Linked DNA regions of Sus scrofa: region 2 is linked to region 1. The links are chromatin contacts, called in public Hi-C maps. All regions are on one chromosome and are shown on one strand. The core of a region is the stretch at or near the end of the contact, and the rest is flanking DNA. Distances in the headings are between cores, read along the strand shown.

Region 1 (7,724 bases), core at 3,586-6,085:
TTTTTAAAAATGGAAATTTCAATTTTTTTGGCCATGCCTGCAGCATGTGAAAGGTCCTGGGCCAAGGATAGAACCCTCACTATAGCTGCAACCCAAGCCACTGCAGTGACAACACCAGATCCTAAACCTGCTGTGCCATAGCAGGAACTCCTGGAAATTTCTATTTGAATGAGCTTGGTTATCATGCTGCATCCCTAACATCAGTTCTATTTCAGAATTCCAGAGTGGCCTAACCTATACTATAAGCAGAAAGGAATCACATTCTAAGTCACAGAAACCCCTTCATGACTACTTCTCCTTTAAGAGATGAGCTTCTCCCCACTCCTGGGCATCTATCCAGAGAAAACCATGACTCGCAAAGACACATGTACTCCAATGTTCATTGCAGCACTATTTACAATAGCCAAGACATGGAAACAACCTAAATGTCCATCGACAGAAGAGTGGATCCAGAAGATGTGGTACATATACACAATGGAATATTACTCAGCCATCAAAAAGAACGAAATACCAGCATTTTTAGCAACATGGATGGACCTAGAAACTATCATGCTAAGTGAAGTCAGCCATACAATGAGACACCAACATCAAATGCTTTCACTGACATGTGGAATCTGAAAAAAGGACAGACGAACTTCTTTGCAGAACAGATGCTGACTCACAGACATTGAAAAACTTATGGTCTCCAGAGGAGACAGTTTGGGGGTGGGGGGATCTGCTTGGCTGTGGGATGGAACTCCGGTGAAATCAGATTGTTATGATCATTATACAACTACAGATGTGATAAAATCATTTGAGTAATAAAAAAAAGAGAGAGATGAGCTTCTCTCAGTCTATGTTGAATGAAGCCATTCAATGTGAACTATATCAAAGTCCTTTATCCCTTCAGAATGAGCTGTATCTTCACCAGCCTCTCTCTCTTGTCTTAGAAGCAGTGTGGCAAGTTATAAGTGGCCCTCGGGTATCCAGTATTTCTGTTTTTATGCCCTTCTGTCATCCTCTCCCACACTGACTCTCAGCTTCTCAGCTGCCCTGTAACCTATAGAACACTTTGCCTTGACCTAAAGAATAAGACGGCAGTGACGCTGGGTGAATTTCAGTTCCAGGTCATAGTCCTTAAGAGCCCTTGCAGCTCTCTCTTCCCTGAGCCACCATGTGAAAAAACAACCTCCACACTATCCAACTGAAAATGCCAAATGAAAGAGGGGAACTGGAGGAAAAGGAGCCCTCAGCATTTCAGCCAAACAGGCTAAGGGGTAAGATAAATAAATCTGATATTTTGGATGTGGCCCTTTCAGTGGGCCCAGCCAAGACGACACAGAGCAGAAAGGAACCACTTCAAGTGGGAAATAATAAAATGATGTTGCTTTATGCGGCTAAGTTTTGAGGTTGTTTGTTACACAACACTGCATAACTGAAACAGAAAGAAATGTCCCTCTGTTTTTGGTTTTTTGGGGGTTTTTTTGTTTGTTTGTTTTGGTTTTTTTTTTTTGCTTTTTTTTTTTTTTTTTTTTGCTTTTTTAGGGCCATACCCACAACATATGGAAGTTCAGGCTAGGGATGGAATTGGAGCTGCAGCAGCTGGCCTATACCACAAGCCACATCTGTGACCTACACCACAACTCATGGCAATGCTGGATCCTTAACCTACTAAGAAGGGTCAGGGATCGAACCTGCATCCTCGTGAATACTAGTTAGGTTCACAACCGCTGAGCCACAACGGGAAGTCTACTGTCCGTCTTCTTTACCAAAGCCTGCTTCTTCTGTCCTGTTGAAACCTCTCTCTATTTTCCTTGGAAGTCATTGCCTTGCGTCTCTATTGGCTTCTTCGCTTGCCTTATGATGTTCTGCAGTCTTCTGATCCCCTCCAAAGCCCCTTTTTGAAACAATAAGAGTCTCAAGAAACTGTCCCTGTGCGTACTTCCAAACACCAATTCGTTGTCTAAAAATAATACAACATAGATTCAGTTTTGCTTCATCTTTACCTTCCATTCAAGTCCTTCCTATACTCTAGGCTCTTATCTTTCTACAGAAAGCACTACATTATTTAAAATGTGTTAATTCCCCCTCCTGACCTCATTCCTCATTCTTTTGTAACCATTTCACATTTGACTCTTGTAACCACCTTATTTTTCAAGTTCTTCCCTTGGCTTACATGATTATAAGTATCCCTTGTTTTCTTAAAACACCTCTGGGTATTCCTTCCATATCTTCTTGCTGGTTCCCCTTTCTCACTTGACCCTTTTGCTTAGGCAACATCTGCTGACTCTGTCCCCCTCCCTCTTCTCTTTTTATCCTACACTCTGTAACGTCAGAGCCTCTGGTCCCATGACTTTAATCAAAATGGCCTCCAGGAGTTCCGTCGTGGCTCAGTGGTTAACAAATCTGACTAGGAACCATGAGGTCATGGGTTCCGTGCCTTGCTGAGTGGGTTAAGGATCCGGCATTGCCATGAGCTGTGGTGTAGGTTGCAGATGCAGCTCGGATCCGCCTTGCTGTGGCTCTGGCTAGGCTGGCGGCTACAGCTCTGATTCGACCCTAGCCTGGGAACCTCTATATGCCACGGGATCAGTCCAAGAAATGGCAAAAAAGACAAAAAAAAAAAAAAAAATTGCCCCCGAATCTCCCTAAACTCACTTCTTTCCCAGCCTCTAGATTTTTGCTACATGAACCATCAGAATTGGCTTCTCCTGGGAGCTGAGGGGGAAAAACAGAATTTTGGACTCCACCTAGACCTACTGACTCACAGTCTTCATTTCAACAAGTCCCTCACATCACCTGAATATGCATGATAATCTGAAAACCTCTGCTATGAGCATGTGTGTCTATCCACCTTGGCTAATATATATATATATATGTGTGTGTGTGTATATATATATATATATATATGTGTGTGTGTATATATATATATATATATAAAATCACATCCCTTGCTCTTCCCCACAATTATCACAAAACAGTCTTCTTTTTTTAGGAAGCCATTAATCTATTGTGATTTTACTATCGACTTTGTGTTACAAAAGCCAAAATCTTTGGAACTCTCTTCTACTTGTACTTTGCCTTACCTGCCCCCCACAACCACTCTATCAGTTACCCACCTGGTCCATTTGACTGCCAAGGTCACTTCTGCTCCTGCTTTGCCTTCCTGCTTACAGAGCATTGAGGTTCCCTCCCCGAGGACTATTATGATCACCTCTAAACTGGGCATCCTCCCTCCAGCCTCTCTCTCTTCTAATATATTCCTACTTCCTACTAGCTACTTACTTAGCTACTTATGCTTATCATCCTCCAACAAAAAATAAAGTCAAAATAGCAAAAAAAGACAAAATGGTAAAACGTTTTTAAAACAAAATCAAAACAAATAACAAGCAAAAAAACTACAAATCAAAAATAGATCACATTCTTATTCAAAAGCATCATGAAATGTTCTTTTCTGCAGAACATACAGTAGAAACTCTGTAACATGACATTCAAGACCAGCCCCAATTCCAGCCCCATCCTGCCTTTTTGACACACTCTCTACACTCTCCAGTCAAAATGGAAAATACAACATTTATTCACCTGCTCACTTAGTCTGGAATTCTCTCCATTCCCTTTATCCCAATGGTTAGATTAAATCCTATCTATACTTCGAGACTCATCCTCCATTGTCATATACTCCCCAGCAACACCCCAGTCTAGAAGTAGGCACTTCTCATTCCTCTGAGCCCATTTGACATTAAGGTAACTTATTCCAGATTTAATACATATTGCCTCACAAGCATATGTCCACTTCACAGGACTCAGCTCCTCTATTCATCTCTGCAGTCCCCACAATGTCTAATATAAAAATACTTTATATATCTTTATTGAACTATTAGGAAGTAGACACAGTTGTTCACTGGTTCAACTCTATTGCTAACTTATGCTTATTTTTAAAGACTAAATTTAAAATGTGTTTCAAAAGAGTAGAAATTTTCACATCAGCTTTTTTCATTTTGTGTTGTGATGGCTGGTAGATTTCCTCCCACAGAACAGATTTCTTTGGAAATCTTGATAAACCCTGGACGGTATCACCACCAGTGGACACAATTACAATTGCAATTTGGATGTGTTTTGTATACCCAGGCAAGCCAAAGTCCATGTTTCTTCTTCAGTTTACTTATAAATAAAACTACCGTTGCTATGGATGTGTCATCCAAAATATGCTACCAGGAAGTAAGAGAGCAACCATAAAAAAATGCAACTCAGTAAAAAATTAGCAGCTCCATTCTTAAAGTATATAATCATGTTTAAAAGAAGACTTCCTGCAGGAATGAGGAATGGATCATGAACTTAAATTATATGATAGTTAAGACAAGATTGTTGAGAGAAAAAAGAAAATAGGGGTTTCGAAACTATCAAGCTATTACACTGTAGAATTCTAGTGTAGAAAACTATTTGAGTACATGAGAGACTATATAAATATTTTAAACTAGAATGATCAAACTTACATGGGAAGCTTTTCACTACATCAAGGGGCAGGAAGGAAGGAAAGATATTGTCAGCTTTTGAAATTCCATGTAAACAAATATGGGAAAGTCTTTTAGAGGCCATGGTACATGTCCTTTGTTTTTCCTCTTTAAAAGCAAGTATGTTGTTTTCCTTACTTTAATGGTTGACAAAACATGGATTATTTATGACTTATTATGCTGAAGGGATTTTACTCGGTGATCCTGAAGTATTACAATCCAGCATGGAACAACTAGAAACCAGGATATATAAATAGCAAGGGAAAAATAACTTCCCATTTAGCTTTGCTCCTAGAGAAAAATTTGAAGTGTGCATCAGAATTAAAGGGTGGGCCTTCTCATTCCTTTCCCAGATGTCTGATGACAAGAGCCACAAGGACAGCACTCAGAGATTCTGAACTCAAAGAAAGAACTAGAGAGTTTTGGGTTTTGCCAATGTTAGAAATCAAACATGTGTATGACATTATTACTCCTTTTATTGCCTGGAATACCATAGAGCTAATTATGTGTTTTTCAGGCTCATTTTTTTTCTCAATTTTTTTTCTTTTCCTCACTGTTTGACCAGTCCTATTTATTAGACTTTTTATCAGAGAAGGTCAACAGCTGAAACAAAGGAAAATAAAAGAATTAATTTTGTAACTCGGAATTATAAGACATTTTATTTAGAAAGATCTTAAGTCCCATAAGTTCAGGGGTTGACTTTTACATTATTGTCTCCCTTGCAGGTAGGTTCTTGACATATAATATTCAATAGATATTTCTCAAATTAAGAAAAAAGTAAGACATCCAAAATTTGTAAATTATCTAAAAGATCCTGTCTTCCATTTCTATGAAAATTGAGAGTTGGCACTGGTAAACAGCCACATGACATACATGAGTGTGTGCCAAGCAATGTTCCAATTTGGCTGCTTGGTATTATAGGGTGGTGGTGATGCCTTGATCAACATCCAAACCCCAGGTTGCTTTAGAGTTTCTAAGACAGCAGCTTTCAAACTGTTTTTACTGCAACCCAGAGGAAGAAATAAATTTTACATCAAGACCCAGCATACCCATCACATCACACCAAACCACAAACACACACACACAGGCATAATTTTAAAAAGAAAACAAAGGTTTCACGGAACAATATTTATGCTTACTATGCAAAACATATCGGTGTGTTCTCATTTCCTTTTTAAATTCATTTCATGACCAATTAATGGGTTATGACTTGTAGTTTAAAAAAATAAATAAATGAAGCCTAAATTAGCTAAGCATGAAGGTTGTGAAGTGGTCAAGGAGAGTGACCTAGATATTAAGTCAAACCCCTTATTCAATGGATCTCTAAGGGTGGAGTTTTTTCAAGCTACACTCAGCAATGGATTGGCTTCCAGACTTAACATTTCCACTTAAAAATTCACATAATTGCTCTGAAGAAAGGCAAAATGCAGAGTGCTTCTCTGTATGAGTACCTGCTGAGTTTTGAGCCATCTCTTGGCCGTACACATCAATCACTTAAAGTTAAGTGACTTTCAGTTTTCATAGAGCCACACACAGTTGGGTTTTGAAGGTTGTAGACAAGTTTCTCACGGAGCCTACACTTTGGAGGACATTACGGAGGTCCATTAGCAATACAGTTGCAGAAAGAAGAGTCTTTGATATGGCTTTTGAAGGTTGATGCTAAATACAATGAATCACTCTAAAGACTGGAGAATCACTCTAGGGAACTACACAATTACACAAGTAGTTGCAAAGAACACTAGAGTTTTTCATCTTAATTATCTAGATACTGGTATACCCTTGCTTTCATACTAAATACTTTGCTTTTTCACCAAATACAAGGTCTCCTCAATGCCGGGCACTGAACTAACAACAAGGAAAACCTCTGTCTCAGTCAAGCTGCTTTGAAATCTAGTCAATGATATTCAGTGTATAATATGGGAAATACTGTATGCACTCTGTGGCCATAGAACACTGTTGCATGTTTTTCGTAAAGAAAGACAAAACTCACCCATACATATAAACTACTTTCCAGACACTCAAATTTGCTAGATATGACTACTAGAAGAACTGAAATATGGAGTCAAGAGTCTATTGTAGCAAAAGCGGAATTGATAAAACCAAAATTATTTTCAACCCACCTTGCCTTTCTGTTATTTCTCGAAACACATTTTATCCCTCCACCCAGTGTCTAGTGCATCCCACCATATACAAGGCACTATCAGTTTCTGTTTGATTCCACCATATGCAAGGTGTTCTACTAGGTGCTGGCTTCCAAAGATCTAAGATGTAGTCTGACCTCACAGTGCTCACAAGGGAGTGTAGAGATAAACATACAAGTGATAACCAACACCATAGGATGCCTGCTGTAATGGAATATGAGTGAGCGGCAATGAAAGCATAAAAGGAGGACTACCTAAATCAGCAAAAAAGAATTCAAAGCTTTTAAGCAGAAGACATGTTGCTTGAGCATTGAAGGATGAGTAGAAATTTGCCTGATAGATAAGAAGTGACGGCATTAAAAATGAAGGGAGCACTGTGTGCAGAGTTACAGCACACGAAGAGAACAGGCAAGTTGGAGAAATGGTCCATAGTTCAGCAAGAGAAGCTGAAGATTAAGCTGATGGTGGCCTTGTAAGCCTTGTTCTGAGAGAGGCCAAAAGGAAGGACAACAACCTTATTTTATTTTTTTATTTATACTTTATTTTTTGCCTTTTAGGGCTGTACCTGTAGCATATTGAAGGTCCCAGGCTAGGGTTTGAACTGCAGCTGCAGCTGAGGGCCCATACCACAGCCACAGCAACATGGGATCTAAGCTGCATCTGCAACTTACACCACAGCTCACAGCAACACTGGGTCCTGAACCCCCTGATCGAGACCTGGGATCAAACCTGTATCTTCATGGATACTAGTCGGGTTCGTAACCTGCTGAGCCACGGCAAGAACTCTGAATGATTTTAAAATCACCAATAAATAAGTGTCACTTAAAGCCGTGCACATGGATGAGACGATGAATAAAGCATGTGTAGAGCTGTTTATTCTCAGTGTGACTTATACTTAAGTGACTGTTTCCTCCTTATACTAGTCCCTGATCTGATCCATCATCATCATCATTATCATCATCAACATCAAGTTTATCAAGCAGGGACTTGACCTCTATCATCTTCAATCCTCACAACAGCCCAGTGAGATAGGTTCTATTATTATCCCCATTTTCCCAAAAATCTCAGGTCCAGTGATGGATGGTGTCAGGTT
Region 2 (7,724 bases), core at 1,766-4,265, 170 kb after region 1:
AGTCCTTAGCAATAACTGAAAACAATGAAAAAAAGGCTCTCTTAAGCCATGTTAATATTTTTAAATCACCAAACACACCTAACTCATTCAATTTGAGTCTTTTATAATTTTACTTAGCATAGTGTTGGTACTTAATAAATAACTGTGAAAAGAGGGAACCCTTCTTAGATTCTTGTGATTCTGTTTTTTTTTTTTTTTTAAACTTTGGAAGTGATTCAGTGTTGGATGCATTGAAATGACAATGTTTGATGTAGACTTCCAAAAACGATAGCAAAGTCTGTAACAGAACTCTGTCATGATAAAAATGTTCTTTTATTGGTCCTGAACACAAGAGCAGCCACCAGCCAAGAGTGGATATTGGGTACCTGAAATGTAGCCAGTGAGACCAAGGAATTGAATTTTAATTTACTTAGCCACTAGTGCCTGATGGCTACCTTTAGGATTAGACTGTGTAGATCTAGAGGCTTTGTTCAAAGTTTTCTGTCCCTCTCACTTTGATTTTTAAAAGGTAGCTATTTCAATTAATACTATCAATGATTATATATAAGGTCTCATTTGTATATTTTTATTGGAAGTTATTTGATTTACCAATGATAGCTCGAAAGATGAGTATAGCAAACCAAATTGACTCGCATGGCAGCTTCTGGGGGCAACTTATGTGTATCATTTATAAGAACTTGTAATACATGGTCAATTTCTAAATTCAACTATTGACATAAAAGGAGTGGCCTGTGTGGATGAAATAGTGAAGCATAGGAGGTCAGTCCTCTGTACTAACTGTCTGGCCTTTCAAGTCAGTTTGTCCTTTGATTGCTTCCTCCCTCCTCAGGAATTTGGCACCTTCTGGGTGCTCCCAGGTCTGAAGACTCATAACCCTCCATCTCCTAGCCTCTTGGTGCCCTCCTCTCCCTTTCAAAGCAACATACACCTTAAATTATTTGTAATAACTTCAACTTCCTAATTGTATAGATGAGGAGAATGAGACACTGCAAAGAACCAAGGAGGGTAAGAAAGAATATTGATCCTAGGTGCTTAATAGACACTGTAGATGATGCTGGGGGAAAGTGCTGCCTGTGTGAGTGATTGTTATCTCCCTGGCAAATAAATGGCATTCGATAAATATTTTCGAAGGAAAAAAAATACACGAATACATTTTTACAATGTGAAGCAGGTGTCATTCCTTATCATAGATGAGGAAACTAATTTAGAGATCTCTTAAATGACTTCTTCCTCAAGGCCTTATAAGCACAGGCAATACTCCAACACTTAATCTTTTTTCTTAATGCTTTAACTCCTTCCCTTGTTTCCTGTATCCTAAGGGTTTTGCTCTTTACCTTTCAAAGATAACAGCCAGCTAAACTGACCACTAAATCTAGATCAATGGCTTTGAAGGTATTAATAGAACCTGTTCCTAGCCCCCTTTCCTTTTCCAGGGATCTTTGAATTTTAATGCCAGCCTTCTGGGGACAGAGTCAACTCAGAAATGGCTCCCTGGGAATTTTACGGTGTTGAAATTTTATTTCGACACTTCAGCTCCTTTGGGGGAAAAAAAAAATTCCACAGCAGATATTTTCCTGGCGCCTGAATGCTTACACAGAAATGACGCATTTACTTGCGAATTAAACTTCAACAGCATCTACATTTATCTTAGTCTATATTACGAGGAGTAGACATTGATTTGTCTATTGGCCCCTATCGCTGTGGATGACTCCTAAGAAACGTTAGAAACTGGCTCCTCCTCCACTTCTCCTCCCACCCCACGGATCCCCGTACTCTTCAGAGTACGGGCTAAAAACGTAGACGCTTTTAGAAAGGATTTGAACATTAAAATATGGCTCCGTAATTTTCAACGCAAAGATCACAAACAGCGATTGAACACGAGAAGTATTTAAAATAGATCACATCCTGAAGTTGGAGGGCTACAAAGTACAAGTCGTCCAGGCCAGTCTGCAGAGACTCTTCACGCTTCCGCCCTGCAAAAACCGGGAGGCGTCACTTCGCGACGAATCTCAGCTGCAGAAGAGAAAGAGCATCACCTGCAGTTCGAGCCGTGGGAAACGCGGCCGGAGCGGGCTAGCGAGAAGGCAAGCCAGCGAGGTGCGCGCGCGGGGCCGCTCCGGTGCTGAGTGCGAGGAACGCCAGAGCTCCCCTGTGCCGGGGAGACGCGGCAGGGTGGAGACGGGCAGCCGCTTCACCGCCAGGATCGCAGCCATCGCTGCAGCAGAGGAGCCTGCCCAGCCTCCGAGCTCGCCGCCGCTACCGTCCGGGAGGCGGACCCGGCTGGAGAATCCGGTCCGCGCCGCGGGGCTGGGGGCGAGGCGGGGCGCTGACGTCACCTCCCCTCCCCCACCACCTCCCGGAGGGAGTGAGTGGGGAAAGAGGCAGTGATCCGCCGCAGCTCCCAGCCGCAACTCCTAAACTCAGCGGCTCCCTGCCCGGACTAGTCCAGACAAACTTGGTTTCTCTTCGGCCCTCTCTCTAGCCCTCGCGCACTCTCATTTCTCCTCCTTTTGGTGCTCAAGTTTCACCCAGGACGGAAGCCTCTAGAGATGGGGCCACCTGGGCTGCGCGGGCGCTTCGCACTCTCGTTGGGGACAAGCTGAAGATCCGAGGGTAGCAAAGTTGGTACTTCTGGCACGGCTTTTTTTTTTTTTTTTTTCTTAAACAGCCAAATCGCGTAGGGATTACAGAGCTGCTCGGACTTCAACGCGGAGCAACGAGGACTCGGCTGGACGAGTGAGTTCCTTTCTTAGTGCAAGCCTTTTTGTATTTAAGTTTAAACGTAAATGAAATTACGTGGTGTTTGGCTAGTACAGGGAAGCGAATGCATCCTACAGGCTTTCCGCTCCGGTTGTGCTTGGCTCGGAATGAAAGATCAGTATGCATAGGTTTTGGAATTCATAAAATACTTACAGGGCACTGTTGAAAAGAACTTGAAAAGCTATGCTGTTTGTGCATTATTTCGAATGTAACTTATTATAGAAATGGTGCCCAGGGAGGATGCATCGGGTGCGCGTGATCTGCAGTGGCGCAGCGCCCTCTAGTCCGGATACCCGGCAAAGCGCGCGCTCCCTGTGGGGTTCTGAGCCCACCACGAACTTGGACCTGCCGGTTCTGGGACGTGGGCTTGAGGCAGGTCAACAATACCCTGGGCTTCAGTTATCACCCACTAAGGTCGGTTTTATGTCTAATATACAAATACCAGCTTGGGTGGACTGGATGCAAAGGCGGTGCTTGGCAGAAAGCTTTTTCTGTTTTTGGGAACCCACTCCCATCCTCCTAATTTTCTTGAGCCTCTGGGGACTGGGTTAGGAAGGATCGACTATTGAGAGGACAAGTGAGGAGCTTGAACTACATTTCTCGTTCATATGAAGGTAATGTGATAGTAGCAAAAAGGCATCTCTTTTCGTTCTGTTGGGGCTAAAGGATCAGTAAAAACGTGGCTGCACTGGCCTCTGAAACCTCCATCTCTGGCTCTCGGCTGTTCCTGTGGCGACAAAGTGCAACTTCTTCCAGGCAATTAGGTTTCTCAGGGAATCCGGTGAATCGGAATTTCCAAACAGATGTTTTAGTCCAAGTGATCATTGTTATTTATTAATGAACGGTAATTTTCTCCAGGAATTCTTTTGTCCCATTTAAAAAATCTTGTGATTTTATCTTGCAGAATGTTGTTCTATCTTTTACTGTTCTCCACCCCCACCGCCCCCCAAACAAACTGTTGGCATTCATGGGTGATTGTGTTCTGCTTGGAGTTAGAATTCAGCAAGGGGCACAAAAGAGTTGAGCTTAGCGATCAGGTCACCTTTTTTCCACGTTTTCCATGTATGAAATTGACCTGTAACTCTAGGAGCCCTTTGCGCAGTTATGGCTGTGGCTGGGTGTTTGGATGATGATGATGTTTGTTGCACGGGTGAATTTGTGCGTATTCTAAATAACTGGCAGGGAATATGCCACATTCTCATAGTGCTACGAATCAGCACACTCAGTCTGCAGGCATTACTTTTCCTTCCTAACCATAACCTGCCCACACTTTTTTTTTTCCACTCACCTTCTTTGAGATGGTGTAAGAGGAGACTGCATTAACTTTGAACTAAGGCAATTCCCTCTTTAACCCTAGATTCCCTCGCCCTCGTGGTTCCCCCTGCAGCCCCCCTCCACCGGTTCCAGGGAAATCATATCTCTTTGTCCTCACAGTGTTAACATATTTGAGCTCCACAAACTTTCTGAGGTCATGTCCGCCCTCTTCTGAGGGCTGTTTCCCAACGGCCGGGAGCACTCCTGGCAGCGCTGAGCCGGCGTCTGGAGCTTTGCCTGAGCTGAGGCTGGGCTCACAGCCCCGGGATGCCCGGACCTCGCTCTTGGGCTTGGGGGGCGGGGGGAGTTCCCCGAGTGGGACGTCTGGACACCCAGGGTTTCCCCTTCTCCGCGAGGAACTTGTAGATTCTCATTAGACTGAGTTCACAGTTTGCAGGCTGTACTTACCGGGTGGGAAAGCGCACGAGGCGGCACCGCTGTCCTTTGTCCCGCAGACCTGGGAGCCGGGGGTGTCTGCCTGGGAAGGCCGGCGTTGAGGTTCGTTACCTGGGCGGGGGAGGTTCTGGGGTCCAACTGGCTCTGTGAAAAGAGGTCGCGGAGAAAGCTTTTTCATTTGCCCGGGATCTTAGCGTAGATTGAAGAAGTCGATTCCGATCTAACTGCATTCTTTTTGAGATCTTTTGGAAGATTTTATTCCACTGAGCTAATGCAGACCTACAACCAAGGCATTCAAATGCAGATGTAGCAATTCCCTTAAGGTTCCCGAGAATCAAAAGAGAGAGGCGTGGGAAGCGCTTTTTTTTTTTTTTAAATTGTTAAGCTAATGTTTCCCTTCCTAGCAGAGAATATTCTATATTAATTCCCTCCACAAATCTGTGTGTTGGCCATAACTCCGCACTAGAGCGAGGCCCAGACTGTTCCTCGGGGTGTCGCTAGATTATCCTGCGCACTCTAGTCTCTTCGCTTAGAGTTGGCTGCTGTAGCTGCAGGGAGATCCCTGACCTTAGGCGGGGGAGCCCTAGCCCCAGTCCCCGGGTCTGGGAGTCCGGCTGCCGGAGAAAGTCAGGTCGAGTTTCCCCGCGGAAGAAACGAGAGCCGGCGCTTGCGGGCGTGGCCGCGGGCGGAGGGATATATCCCCGCGCCGTGCTTGTAAGACGCGGGGGCCCAACCCCGCGGCTTTGGAGCAGGCTGCAGGACGCAGCCTTGGAGCGAGGCGTGCGGGGAGCGAAGGTGGGCCGCCAAGACCATGCGGTCCTGCGGGACCAACGAAGTCCCCGGCAGGCCGGGACCCCCCTCGGGGGCGCGCTGAGGCGAGAGTGCGCGCCCTGGAGAGTGCCGCCTTCGCTTCAGGCCAACTTTGCTGTAAGTTTGAGGGAAACCAAGCTGGGGCTTGAGTGCCGTGGGCGAGGGTTGAGCGGCGCGCTCCGTGCCAATACCTGGCCGAGCAGGAGCCCTCTGTGCCTGGGGCACGGGCAACTTGCTGCGGCGCGGTGGCGGGCTTTTTACTCCGTGAGACCTTGCTTCTACCCAGCCCTGGACAGTGCACCGCGGGCAGTCTGGGAACTGGGATGGAAAGAAAGTGCCCCACCAGACTGCAGGGGTGCGGAGGCGCTGGCCCACTCGGCAAGTTCAGGGCTGGCCCTGGATTCCAGCAGGTTTGGGGAGGAGGCGGAGGGGCGGGAGCGGATAATTCGCATCGTGACTGGAATGGTAATTACTCACCCCCAGAGCTGCAGCGCAGAGCGGGCAGCGGCCGGGGCTGCACCAGGTTTGGCCCCGGAGCCATTGCTGGAAAGCAGAGCTGCTGCTGCAGCGCGAGAACTTCCGCCTCGGAAAGGAGCTCGGAAACTTCACACGCGCGCTCTGCTTACTTCGGGTAACACTGGAGTCTGCTAAACACTCCACTGATCTGGCTCTGCGCTTAATTCTTCTGATTTGTTAGATATTCACAGCGTAGGTGTGGTGTAAAGAGAATCCAACTGCTAAGGGATAGGATCTTTGCGATGGAGTCATAAGTTTTCTTAGGTGTTTTGTGCCCTGAAGGAGTGCTGCCTTGAGGTTTGATTTGTAACTGGTTGAATGTTCTTAGGTGCGGTTGGTAAATCTTTGGGCTAAACATTTGCAACTGGGCTATTAGTTTATTTCTGTCTCTTTTTTGGAAGAGAAACTTGTAAGGTCTTTAAAAAAGAAAGAGATTCTGGTTCTTTCAGTGCTTTTTCTTACTCCAAGTGCTTTCCTCTAGGAAGTTAACTTTCCGTTGTCTCTGTAAGATTTTTTTTTTTGTTCCCACTGATGTGAATTGTGGCGCTTTGAAAACAAGGACCAATTGTATGCATTAGGAGAGTAAACTCATAAATATTTTCTATGCAGTTAAAGTTTTTTTTTTTTAATGTGTCTGAAGTATGGTTTTATTAAGTGGCTTTTGTTAAGCAACTCCCTGGTGCCTAGTAGAGAAGTTTTGTTGTTGTTTTTTTTTTTAATTGGATATTTACAGTTACTATTAAAATCGCAAAAGGTTTAAACGACAAATGATCTTCAGTTATTTTTATATCTTTTACAAAAGCAGATTCTTAAGGCTTCATATACAGAAATAGGTTTCAGTGGTTTAAGAAGATATCCATCTGCACGTGTTAAAAGTAGGTAATGGTGATGTTTATCCTTATTACTCTTAGAGTTGTGGTGCTCCAACACATCCAGTTACTGCAGTTACTTAGAAAATGTGTTTCTCCAGGTCTGTAGGTTAATTATGATGTTTGGCTTTGTGCTTTAGAAGGACGACTCTGGTTCCACAAGTAGAATTATTATCCCCCTTTCTTTGCTATGTATTTAAGCTTTATAATGAGTGTAAAAGTATTTAAAACATTACATAACTTTTAAAAGTAATTAATATAACCCTAAGTTATGTCAAACATGGCACTTAACGCATTCATTGTAAGGTTTGACTTAAATAACATTTGTGTATTCATTCCTGGAATAATGAATATCTTAAATGAGCCAAATTCTTTGTCACTCTGAAAGGAAGTGAGATTGTTGGAAAACGTAGAAAATCTCTAAGGCCATCTGTATATGTATTCATATGTATCTTTTAATTAGTTACTAGAAGTACTCCTAGTGGGGTCCCATCATGTTAATAGATCATTTAAATCCATGTTATTGACAGGCGCCAAAAGAAGAATCTAAAAATTATGTGCAGGAGTTGCTCTTGTGCTCAGCGGTTAACCGGACTAGTATCCATGAGGATGCAGTTTCCATTCCTGGCCTCACTCAGTGGGTTAAGGATCTTGTGTTGCCCTGAGCTGTGGTGTAGATGGCAGCTCTAGCTCCGAGTCCACCCCTAGCCTGGGAATCTCCATAGGCCTCAGGTGTGGACCCCCAAAAGACAGAAAATGAGATAAAATAAAATAAAAATTATGTGCAAAGTAATGCTGTTTTTATTCCCCGGATCCTGTGCCTTCCTAGTGTAGGTCTTCAGGCTTAGTTAGCTCTTGAGACATCTCTGAAGCAGTCATTTCTTTGAATGTTAGAAGTGAAAGTGTTATTACAGATTATTTTAACTCCCTTGTCAAGTCTACCAGCACCTGTTTCCCAACCAAGTTTGGCTGGTTTTACATAGAATCAGTAAACCTAAGCAAATGAGTGCATTCTTGTTGCATTAAATGTTGTCTCCCTGGCCTAATTTGTGGCCTAAA

Evidence for each region. Hi-C and Micro-C count contacts between places; a contact is called where the count stands out from the background.
Region 2: a contact with region 1 is called in a Hi-C map of omental adipose tissue, with 1.9 times the contacts expected there. The contact joins two enhancer-like sites. A contact is called at or near these places in 9 of 47 Hi-C or Micro-C datasets (alveolar macrophages, embryonic fibroblasts, fibroblasts and 4 more) and 1 of 2 datasets of contacts at active chromatin or transcription factors (skeletal muscle).

Annotation. Positions count from the first base shown.
Region 1 is chr17:8,272,431-8,280,154 of Sscrofa11.1, forward strand. No RefSeq gene overlaps it. Among named protein-coding and RNA genes, the nearest start is that of FAT1, 190 kb to the right of the region's middle. Within about 2 kb of position 4,836, at least 14 of the 83 cell types and tissues checked have an H3K27ac peak or open chromatin away from gene starts, as enhancers often do. A contact at or near this core is called in omental adipose tissue and subcutaneous adipose tissue, where this site is marked.
Region 2 is chr17:8,446,701-8,454,424 of Sscrofa11.1, forward strand. No RefSeq gene overlaps it. Among named protein-coding and RNA genes, the nearest start is that of FAT1, 16 kb to the right of the region's middle. Within about 2 kb of position 3,016, at least 58 of the 83 cell types and tissues checked have an H3K27ac peak or open chromatin away from gene starts, as enhancers often do. A contact at or near this core is called in omental adipose tissue and subcutaneous adipose tissue, where this site is marked.